Regions from separate parts of the Mus musculus genome. Here regions 1 and 3 are each linked to region 2. A link is a contact called in public HiChIP or PLAC-seq and promoter capture Hi-C data. All regions are on one chromosome and are shown on one strand. Each heading gives the region's core, a stretch centred on a gene start, on an enhancer-like site or on the middle of the called end of the contact. The rest is flanking DNA. Distances are from core to core; before and after follow the strand shown. Region 1 holds the start of 1700055D16Rik (RIKEN cDNA 1700055D16 gene). Region 2 holds the start of Hebp1 (heme binding protein 1). Region 3 holds the start of Gpr19 (G protein-coupled receptor 19).

Region 1 (2,745 bases), core at 101-2,600, 380 kb before region 2:
GCTCGCTAATATTTGAATTGTCTCAATTGTTAAGCTTTTTTCCCCTTCTTCTGAAATTTACCTTTAAAGGTCTTTTCTTTAAGGGAGATGAAAAAGTGTAGGCTTTTTGAGGAAGTAGTTGTTAACTGTATGTACTATCAAGCTCCACAGAGTGGCCAAAGAGGCTTATTCCCCCTGAGAATCTATTTCAGAGAGAGAGAGATAACGTGAGCAGGAGAGAACACATACCTGGTCATTTTCCCAGCAGGTTCGATAGGTTTGATTCGCTTGTAAGAGCAGAGTATTTACTTACAATCTTTAAAAGCAAAGTGGCACCCAGCGCACTGTGTAAATAAAAACCTCAGAGGTTTAAAAACCCTCATCCTAACTCACTTCCCCTTGGTTCAGGGGACGGCACAGCCAACCCCACAGCAAATGAGATTATGCAACAGGTTTTTCCTCTCTAATCATGGGCTGATTAGAGGTGTGCGTTCTCCAAACAATCTGAGACACACAGGACTTCAAAACACCAAGGATCTTTGCAACAGGCGTTTAAGAAAAGTTCTTTCCAATTTTGCACAAGCCATTCATTTTAAGATCTCCTTGTACTTTCCCCAAGTGTATTATCAGCTTTCTGTAGGAAACAACCCGTCGCTCTTAAAGAGTTTGCATGTATGTCCTCCTTAGGGTTTTTTTTTTTCCACGTGAAACTACACCGTACACACACACACACACACACACACACCGTCCGTTGTTTCCCCGTTTTCATGTCTCACATTTTACAGCTACTGTAAATAAAGGAGTCACCGGCGGACCGTTTTCCTCCAACACCGTGACGGGAGCCCCGGAATGAAAGTTGAGTTTTGGGGGTGGGTTTTTTTTTTTTTTTCCTTGTTTAAGGAAGCGACACGGTCGCTCCCCAGGTGGCCTCGCTGGCTGCCTGCACACACACAAGGTGAATTTGGGATTATGGAAACAGTCAGGGCCCCACTTGGCAGGCGTGTTGTGTAACAGTCTGGAAGTGAGCAGCTTCGCCCGCCCAGGTGCCGGCGACCCGCGGCCCGGGGCTCGTTCGCCCGCTCGCCCGCTCGCCCGCTCGGCGCGGCGAGGCCGGGGCGCCCCCGCGGCTCGGGCCGACCCCCAGCGCGGCCTACACACCCCCCGCCGCCGCCGTCGCCGCTCCGGGCCGCCGTGGCCCGCCGGCCCCCGGCCGGGGAGAGCGCGCGGCGGCCGGCACGAGGAGCGGACGCGCCTCCCAGCCGGCCCGCGGCCCGCCGCGAACACTTACTTGAGGGGCCGCCGGCTCCAGGCTCGCGGAGGGGAGCGAGCGTTGTCACCGCGTCGCCCAGCCGTCGCTCGCGCGTCCTCCTCGCCGCCGGGGCTTCTCCTCTGAAGGGTGGGCGGAGAGCTTAGCGAGAGCCCGGGCGTTTGCAACTTTTCTTCACTTTCTCTTCCACCGCCCCCCGAAAGAGGGAAAAAAAAATGTCGACAGGGATGAAGAAGTTGAGGTAAAGTTGGGGGTCCGCGCGGGAAAAGCGAGAGGGGGAGGGTAAATGGTTGGAAACGGGATGAGAGCCCCCCCAAACGGTGATGCCCGCAGGAGGGGACCAGGGGGGGTAGTGTGGGGGTTGGGGAGAGAGAAAGAGTCGCTGGTCAGGAAACTTCAAGCGCGGATGAGGTCATCGGTTTAAAAATAAAGAGATGGCGTCACTTGAAACCAATCCCAGTGAATGAACTCAGCGGAGCCCGGGGGGGAAAGGAGGAGACGGGCGAGGGCGGGGCGGGGGGCGGGGTGGGGGGGCGGGGTCTCCGGCCCAGGCCGCGCATCGCCCGCCCCTCGGCGCTCGTCCCCGCGAGCCGGAGCCTCCGGAGCCTCCGGGAGGCGGGCTCGGGTCGCGTACCGGGCCGACCGAGCGGCGCCTCGGCGCTCCGGGTTCGCGGCCCGGGAGCCTGGGTCTGTGGCCCGCCCGCCTCCTGCCCGCGCTGGGGTCTCTCCTCCGACGGAGGCGGCTGCTCCAATGCCCCCACTCTAGGGGAAGGAAAGCAAGGCGATCTGAGAGTGCTGCAGTCAATCATTTTGTAAGAAGGTCCCGGAATCCCAAATCCGGGGCTTTTCTCTTGAGAGGGAAGTTACAGGTACTTGAAGGAAAACTGCACCGGTGATATCAAACATATCTTCACCTATGTCTTCGTCCTTGAAAGACCCTACTACACGAGTGCGGGCAAACGCAGCCAAGAATTATTTTTTCTAAAAGAATCTTTTCTGCGTGCCCTCGAGATGGCTCAACAAGTAAAGGGTCCATGCGGTGGAGAGAACCGCCTTTGAAAGTTGTCCTCAGTCCACATGCTGTTCCCCACCCCGCTACACACACACACACACACAAATAAATAAATAAAATGTAATACACACACACAAATAAAATGTAATAAGACGTTAAAGGTATTTTAGGGTTGTTAGGAGCACTGACGGCTCGATTCCCAGCACCCACATGGCAGCCCAGAACCATCTGTAACTCCAGTTCCAGGGGATCTGATGCCCTCCGCTGACCTCCATGGGCACCGAGCACACATGGGGCGCACACACAAACATGAAATCAAAACGCCCTTACACATTAAGTAAGTATTCTCGACATCGGTAGTACAGCATCATCTTTAAGTCAAACCAGAGTTCACTTGCTTTCAAGAGATGCAAGACCTACTTGAGCCTACTTTAACTCCAAGTCTTTCATGGGTTTGGGTTTTTTGTTTGTTTTGGTTTGCTTTTGC
Region 2 (2,700 bases), core at 71-2,570:
TGTATAATCTAACCAGCCCATTTCACTCCTTTTCATTATCTGTCTTTGAACTCGTTCGTGTCCCTGCGTGATCAGGGCTTCAATTGCTTGTTCTACACACAACTGAGGAGCCCCTGAGAGGGGGAAGGATGGCTTGACAGAACTCTGGAGGGCTGAGTCTAGACTAAAGTTGAGTTGTGGGCTTTGTGTGAGGTTCAGTGTAGTAGGTTCCAGACCTTGGCCCCCAGGTAACACGGGCCTTTTATCCAGAATCATTATAATAAGAGAGTGTCCTGAGATAAAATATATGTCAGGCTGAGGGAGCAGATGAGTTGCAAAATACTCGGCTTGGTTTGCACAAGGCTCTAGGTTTAATTCCCAATATTAACCAACCAATAATCAAATACATGCCTTCAAGATTATACCCGAGTACCCAAACTCCTAACTTTCATGAAAGCTGACCGGGTGTCCTGATGCCCCTCTGGTGCCGATGCAAATTTGGTAGACCAAGGTGATTAAGTCTCCTCGCTCACTCCATGCATCCAGCACTAGCAGTTGCAACCGTGCAGCTCTGAGCCTTTGCACAGGCACTTGCCTGGGAACTCCCACACAAGCGGAGCTTAGCAGCCCACAGGTTGAAGGGCCCCTTATGGCTCCCTAGCAGATATGCCTGCTGCAACCATGTGTCTCTCACAAAATTGTTCAGAATGTAGCCAGGCGTAGTGGGTCATGCCTGTAGTCCCAACTCTGGGAAGGCTGAAGTGGGAGGAATATTGCGACAGAATTCGAGGCTAATCTAGGTTACACAGCCAGTGTCAGGGTAGCCTGGGACAGAGTGGGTCTCTGCCCTAAGAGGGGGGGGGGGAGTTCAGACGGTTTGGAATGCTTAAATGGACAGATGCACGCAACAGGCAGTGTCCCACTCGCCAAGATGGATCCTTTTCCGCGTCAGTGGTCTGGCTGAGCCAGACTGCTCTTTCCCCTCCTTCCCAGAGCAAGCGCCGGGCAGTACAGGGCGGCCCCAGCCGGAATGCAGCTTCGGTCACAGTCCCACCCATGGCCCCGCGGCACCAGTTTCAGCCCCGGCCAGGGTGGGGACGGCCGCGCAGAGTCCTCCTTCAGGTCCTCTACACCCTGCCGGCCTACCTTGCCCCCGGTGCTTAGAACCTGCCAAGGCCACGTTTCCACGCTCCCGAACAGTGAGTTCCTGATCATGCCCAACATGGTGACGCCGTGGGGTCTGGCCGATCGAGCGTACACTCACTGGCAGTAAGGTCCACAGGGCGAGGGGCAGTAAGCGCGTGAGTAGACAGGCGATTGGGGCGGGGCTGCGGCGGTCTCCGCCCACTGGGCGACACCGGGCGTGGCCTGGGCAGCGTCCCCCAAACTCCACCCACGTGAGCCCAGTCTCCTGGGTGCGGAGCTGGTTCAAGCCTGTAGCACCCCACTTTGTGTATACTTTCCTTAGTCACCCTCTTCCTACCTCACTGCATCTCACAGATGATTAAAAACAAACCGTGTTCGTTCTTTTGTGACAGGGTCCTGCTATGCAGCCTACGCTGGCCTGAGGATCCCTCCGCTTCAGCTTCTGGAGCACTGGGCTTGCAAGTGATCACTGTCACTCCTGGCTTCATCTTCTAAGGGGATGGAAAAGCCACTCTTAACCTTTTTCTTACTGTTTTCTTTTTTAACTTTGTCTTTTTAGTTTGTTGGGCAGGGTCTCAGTGTCCAGGCTGGCCCAGAACTCACTATTGTAAACAGGGTGGCTGGGAACTCTGCTGTCTTCCTGTCTCAGCTTCCTCCGAGCTGAGGATTATGGGAGTGCGTCACCATAACAAGCTCTACAGTGCATTTAAAAATGGTTTTACTTTAAGGTGTGTGCGCGCACACTGGTGCGTTGTATTCCCCTGGGAGCTAGTATCACAGGAGGTCCCAAAGGTGGGTGCTAGGAACAGAACTGAGATCCTCTCTGAAGGCAGTGTGCGTCTTTAAGAGCTGAGCCATCCCTCCAGTCCCAACAGTGTATTAATCACAAGTTTCACACTACTTGCCCAAACAACAGCTCGTTCAGTCCCCTTATAACCTAACCGATTTTGTCAGGATTTATTTTATTTGAGTGTTTGTTTCTTGCCAAGTACTTTGTAAATATTACCTGTACTCTAGTACACTCTAGGATCATTAATATACACACACCACATAATAGTATCACAGATATTATTAGGGTACTAGATACTAAATCTACACACATCACACAGTCCTAGTATCACAGTTGTACATGTACCCATCTTACGGGGGTGGGGAGGTTGAGGGAATGGTGTGAAGATACTGAATAGGAGCAAAATGCATATGCAAATGATATGCAAATGATATATACATAAACTGTCATAGTGAAGCCCATTGCTTTATATGCTATCTGTCCTGGTCAACTTGACACAAACAAGTGTTATTTGAGAAGAGGAACCTCCATCGAGAGCTTGTCTGCATCAGATCACCTGTTAGCCAGTCTGCGGGGGCAATTTCTTGATTAATGACTGAGATGGGAGGTTCCATTCAACTGTGTATGGTATTGCCCCATGGCAGGCAGTTCTGAGTTGTTAAGAAAGTAGGTTGAGCAAGAAGACCTAAGGAGCAAGCCACTAAACAGGACTTCCCCACGGGGTCTGCTTCAGTTCCCACCTCTGGGTCCCTGCCTTAAGTGATGGAATGTGACTGTGTGTCCAT
Region 3 (2,700 bases), core at 90-2,589, 270 kb before region 2:
TACCTCATTACGCAGGGGACTTGAGCATCATGCATTGCGGGACTTGTGCAAGGTCCTGCAAACAATCTCCAGGGACAGTAAAAATGACAATACTGTCTGTACTATATAGCACTGCTCCCAATATTAGAGTGAATCCTAAGATCTACACAACTGGAAGGCTATAGATTAGAAATCTATAATCTTGTAATGAGCCAGTGACTCATCTGAGTGACTTGTTAGCCAAATTTCATTCCGGCTGAACCGTGAAGTTGGTGGGAGAGGCCAGGCATTCTATTGGAAAGAGGACACTTCAGTTGCCGGATGGTACCTCAGAGTCGTGATAGGGCAAAAATCCAGTTTGTGCAGGTGTTCCACGTCCCCTGAGAGAGAAAAGAGGCCAAATCAGTCAGAGCGGTCCACACTTGCAACATCCTAAGACTCCAGATTATCTGTTTTACCCCGCCCCAACCTCAGCTCTTGCCTGCGACAACTTTAAAAAATGTTTCTGTTGCACTCAAAGACATCCCCATTTCACTTCGCTATCGTAGACTAAATATGCGGCACTGCTGCCTACTTGCTTATAAATATGCGTAAATATTTTAAGCTAAACTTCCTCTACTGCTCTAATTCCTCCTAGCCTCATCTCTCAAGCCTTCATTGGCTCCTTCCATTTTTAAAACTTCTCATCTTCATATCACTGTGTTAGCCCGGTCCACATTCACAGCCTCTCAGAATCTTCGGGGGTGGGGGGGGGGAAGTCCCGTTCGTTCCCCAGATTTATCCTTTTATGCCAGTTAGCTCGCGTGCCACACAACGAAATCGCAACATCTTTTAAAAACCGCGAGGGGTTCTCTTCCCACTCTGACTCTTGGATTCGCGGAGACCTCATGACCCATACGAGAACAGAAGAATGGGGGGGGCGAGTTACAGTCAAGTGGAATTTTGACCGAAAAATCCCTAAGGACGTGCCGCAGTGGGCGTGAATCCCCGGCTCCGACCTGACTGACATCCCTCGGGGGCCGACGGGGCCACCTGTGACCAAGCAGGAAGTTCTGAACGGTTTGCGCGCCAAAAAGCCCAGCGCATGCGCACACAGCCACGGGCGGGGCGGGGGCGGAGTCCCGGCTGGCACAGGATCTCGCGTTGTCTGGGGAAAGAGGCACAGAGGTCTTTACGGTGGCGTTGTGGGAACCGCCCACCACCTCTCCTTTAAATCTTCTTTCTTTCTTCTTTTTTTTCTCTGTCTTTTCTCTGTCCTCTCAGCCTCAGTGTAGACAGTGAGCGAAAGAGCTCAAGGCCGGCAGCTCTGTGGAAGAGTTATGGCTGCCATGGTCGCGCAGCCGGTGCCTCAGAGTGAGAGTAGCAGAAGCCACACCGTCGATCGTCTTAAGATGCTAGGGTTTGCTTTGGCCTTCCCCCTTTTTTATGATGCTATGCAAACCAAAAAACAAAAAACAAAACAAAAAAAAAATCACCTTGGCGCACGGCGCCTGCGCAGTGCTTGTTTACCGCGGGCCGAGCGCAGGCCCCTTCCCTCCGCCCAGATCCTGCGCCTGCGCCTGCGCGGCTGACGTGGATTTCTCCGGGAAAACCGCGCCTCCTAGTCCCGGGACTAGGGAGCGAGCAGCCGAGTGTGCCGTGGGAATCTCGGAGCCCTGAAATGAGAACCACAACGCCCAGAGTCGGTGTCGCGGCAGGATCGTGAGCACAGATGACCCAGGTGCTGTGCACGCCACCGTCGCTGAAGTGAGCAGCGGAGCGTGAGAGCGAAGACCGGCGGCGCTGACGCCTCAAAGGATGGACTTTGTTTAGCAAAGATGCAAATAAGCCTGACCCTAAGGCCGCCGGAGTTCGAGCAATTCCTGACTGGGCTAAGACTGTTCTTGAAGGCGACTCAGAAAGGCGGCCATGCAAATTTTGAAACTAGAAAGAGCTGACACTAGAAGCAGTAGCCCTTTAAAGCAGAAGCCAGTTAGTTCATAAGAGTCTGAATGTCCCTTCAAAGTCCGCTCTAAATAGACTCAGACAGTGCTCATAAAATATTATCTGATAAGCATAGATTATTTTAGATATGGTTATCCATTTGCAAGTAGAGGCAAACTGATTTGTGAAGGAATTTCTATTGATAGATTCCAGTACGTTCAAAAAAAATTAATAACTGGCAACTTAGCTAAGCCTGAGCATTTTTCTAGTTTTCAAAACAATGGAATTTATTTGGCAATTTTATTAGACCCTATTTTTTGACCGGTGAGATTGAAGTCTTTAGATTTGTAACATTTTTCTACCAGAAAAAGTGAGATTTTAACCAGTAAGAAGGGGGAAATGTATGTATGTGAACAGAAGAGGTCAGAACTTGAAGACTTGTCATGCTTCCAACATTTGTCTCAAGAGAAGCTATCATCTCACCTCGGATTTTTTTTTTTATGTTCAATATAATAGTAAAATTTAGCATACTTTGAACATTTTTTTTCCTATACAATCTGGGTATGGTGGTACATTGAAGAAGAAAAAAAATGGGGTTTGTAGATCAGTTGGTAGGCTCCTTGCCTAAAAGCCACGGATTTATGCAGAACTGAGTAAAATGGGACTTGGTGGTAGACCTATAGAGGCAGGATCAGAAGTTCAGGGCAATCCCCACGTATGGAGTCATAAACCAGCCTGGGCTACATGAAACGCTGTTTTAAACAAAGAAACAGGTTCTCTATTATAGATAAGAACAAT

Evidence for each region. HiChIP or PLAC-seq counts read pairs in DNA pulled down with a chosen protein or histone mark. Capture Hi-C pulls out chosen DNA fragments and counts their contacts.
Region 1: a contact with region 2 is called in a FOXA1 HiChIP or PLAC-seq map of pancreatic cancer cells. The contact joins the promoter of 1700055D16Rik here to the promoter of Hebp1 in region 2. A contact is called at or near these places in 1 of 115 datasets of contacts at active chromatin or transcription factors (pancreatic cancer cells) and 2 of 9 other capture datasets (adipose tissue and pancreatic islet).
Region 3: a contact with region 2 is called in a promoter capture Hi-C map of adipose tissue. The contact joins the promoter of Gpr19 here to the promoter of Hebp1 in region 2. A contact is called at or near these places in 2 of 115 datasets of contacts at active chromatin or transcription factors (embryonic stem cells and pancreatic cancer cells) and 1 of 9 other capture datasets (adipose tissue).

Annotation. Positions count from the first base shown.
Region 1 is chr6:134,791,010-134,793,754 of GRCm38.p6, forward strand. It overlaps 1700055D16Rik (RIKEN cDNA 1700055D16 gene), which reads left to right and starts at 1,351. Exons shown (of 2, transcript NR_151454.1): 1 at 1,351-1,487. Dusp16 (dual specificity phosphatase 16) reads right to left here and starts at 1,619. Exons shown (of 7, transcript NM_130447.3): 1 at 1,268-1,619.
Region 2 is chr6:135,166,895-135,169,594 of GRCm38.p6, forward strand. It overlaps Hebp1 (heme binding protein 1), which reads right to left and starts at 1,321. Exons shown (of 4, transcript NM_013546.3): 1 at 1,126-1,321. The coding sequence starts at 1,203.
Region 3 is chr6:134,896,855-134,899,554 of GRCm38.p6, forward strand. Gpr19 (G protein-coupled receptor 19) reads right to left here and starts at 1,340. Exons shown (of 4, transcript NM_001362050.1): 1 at 978-1,340; 2 at 308-359. It overlaps 2810454H06Rik (RIKEN cDNA 2810454H06 gene), which reads left to right and starts at 1,107. Exons shown (of 1, transcript NR_029441.1): 1 at 1,107-2,700. RefSeq lists a cis regulatory region at 752-1,287.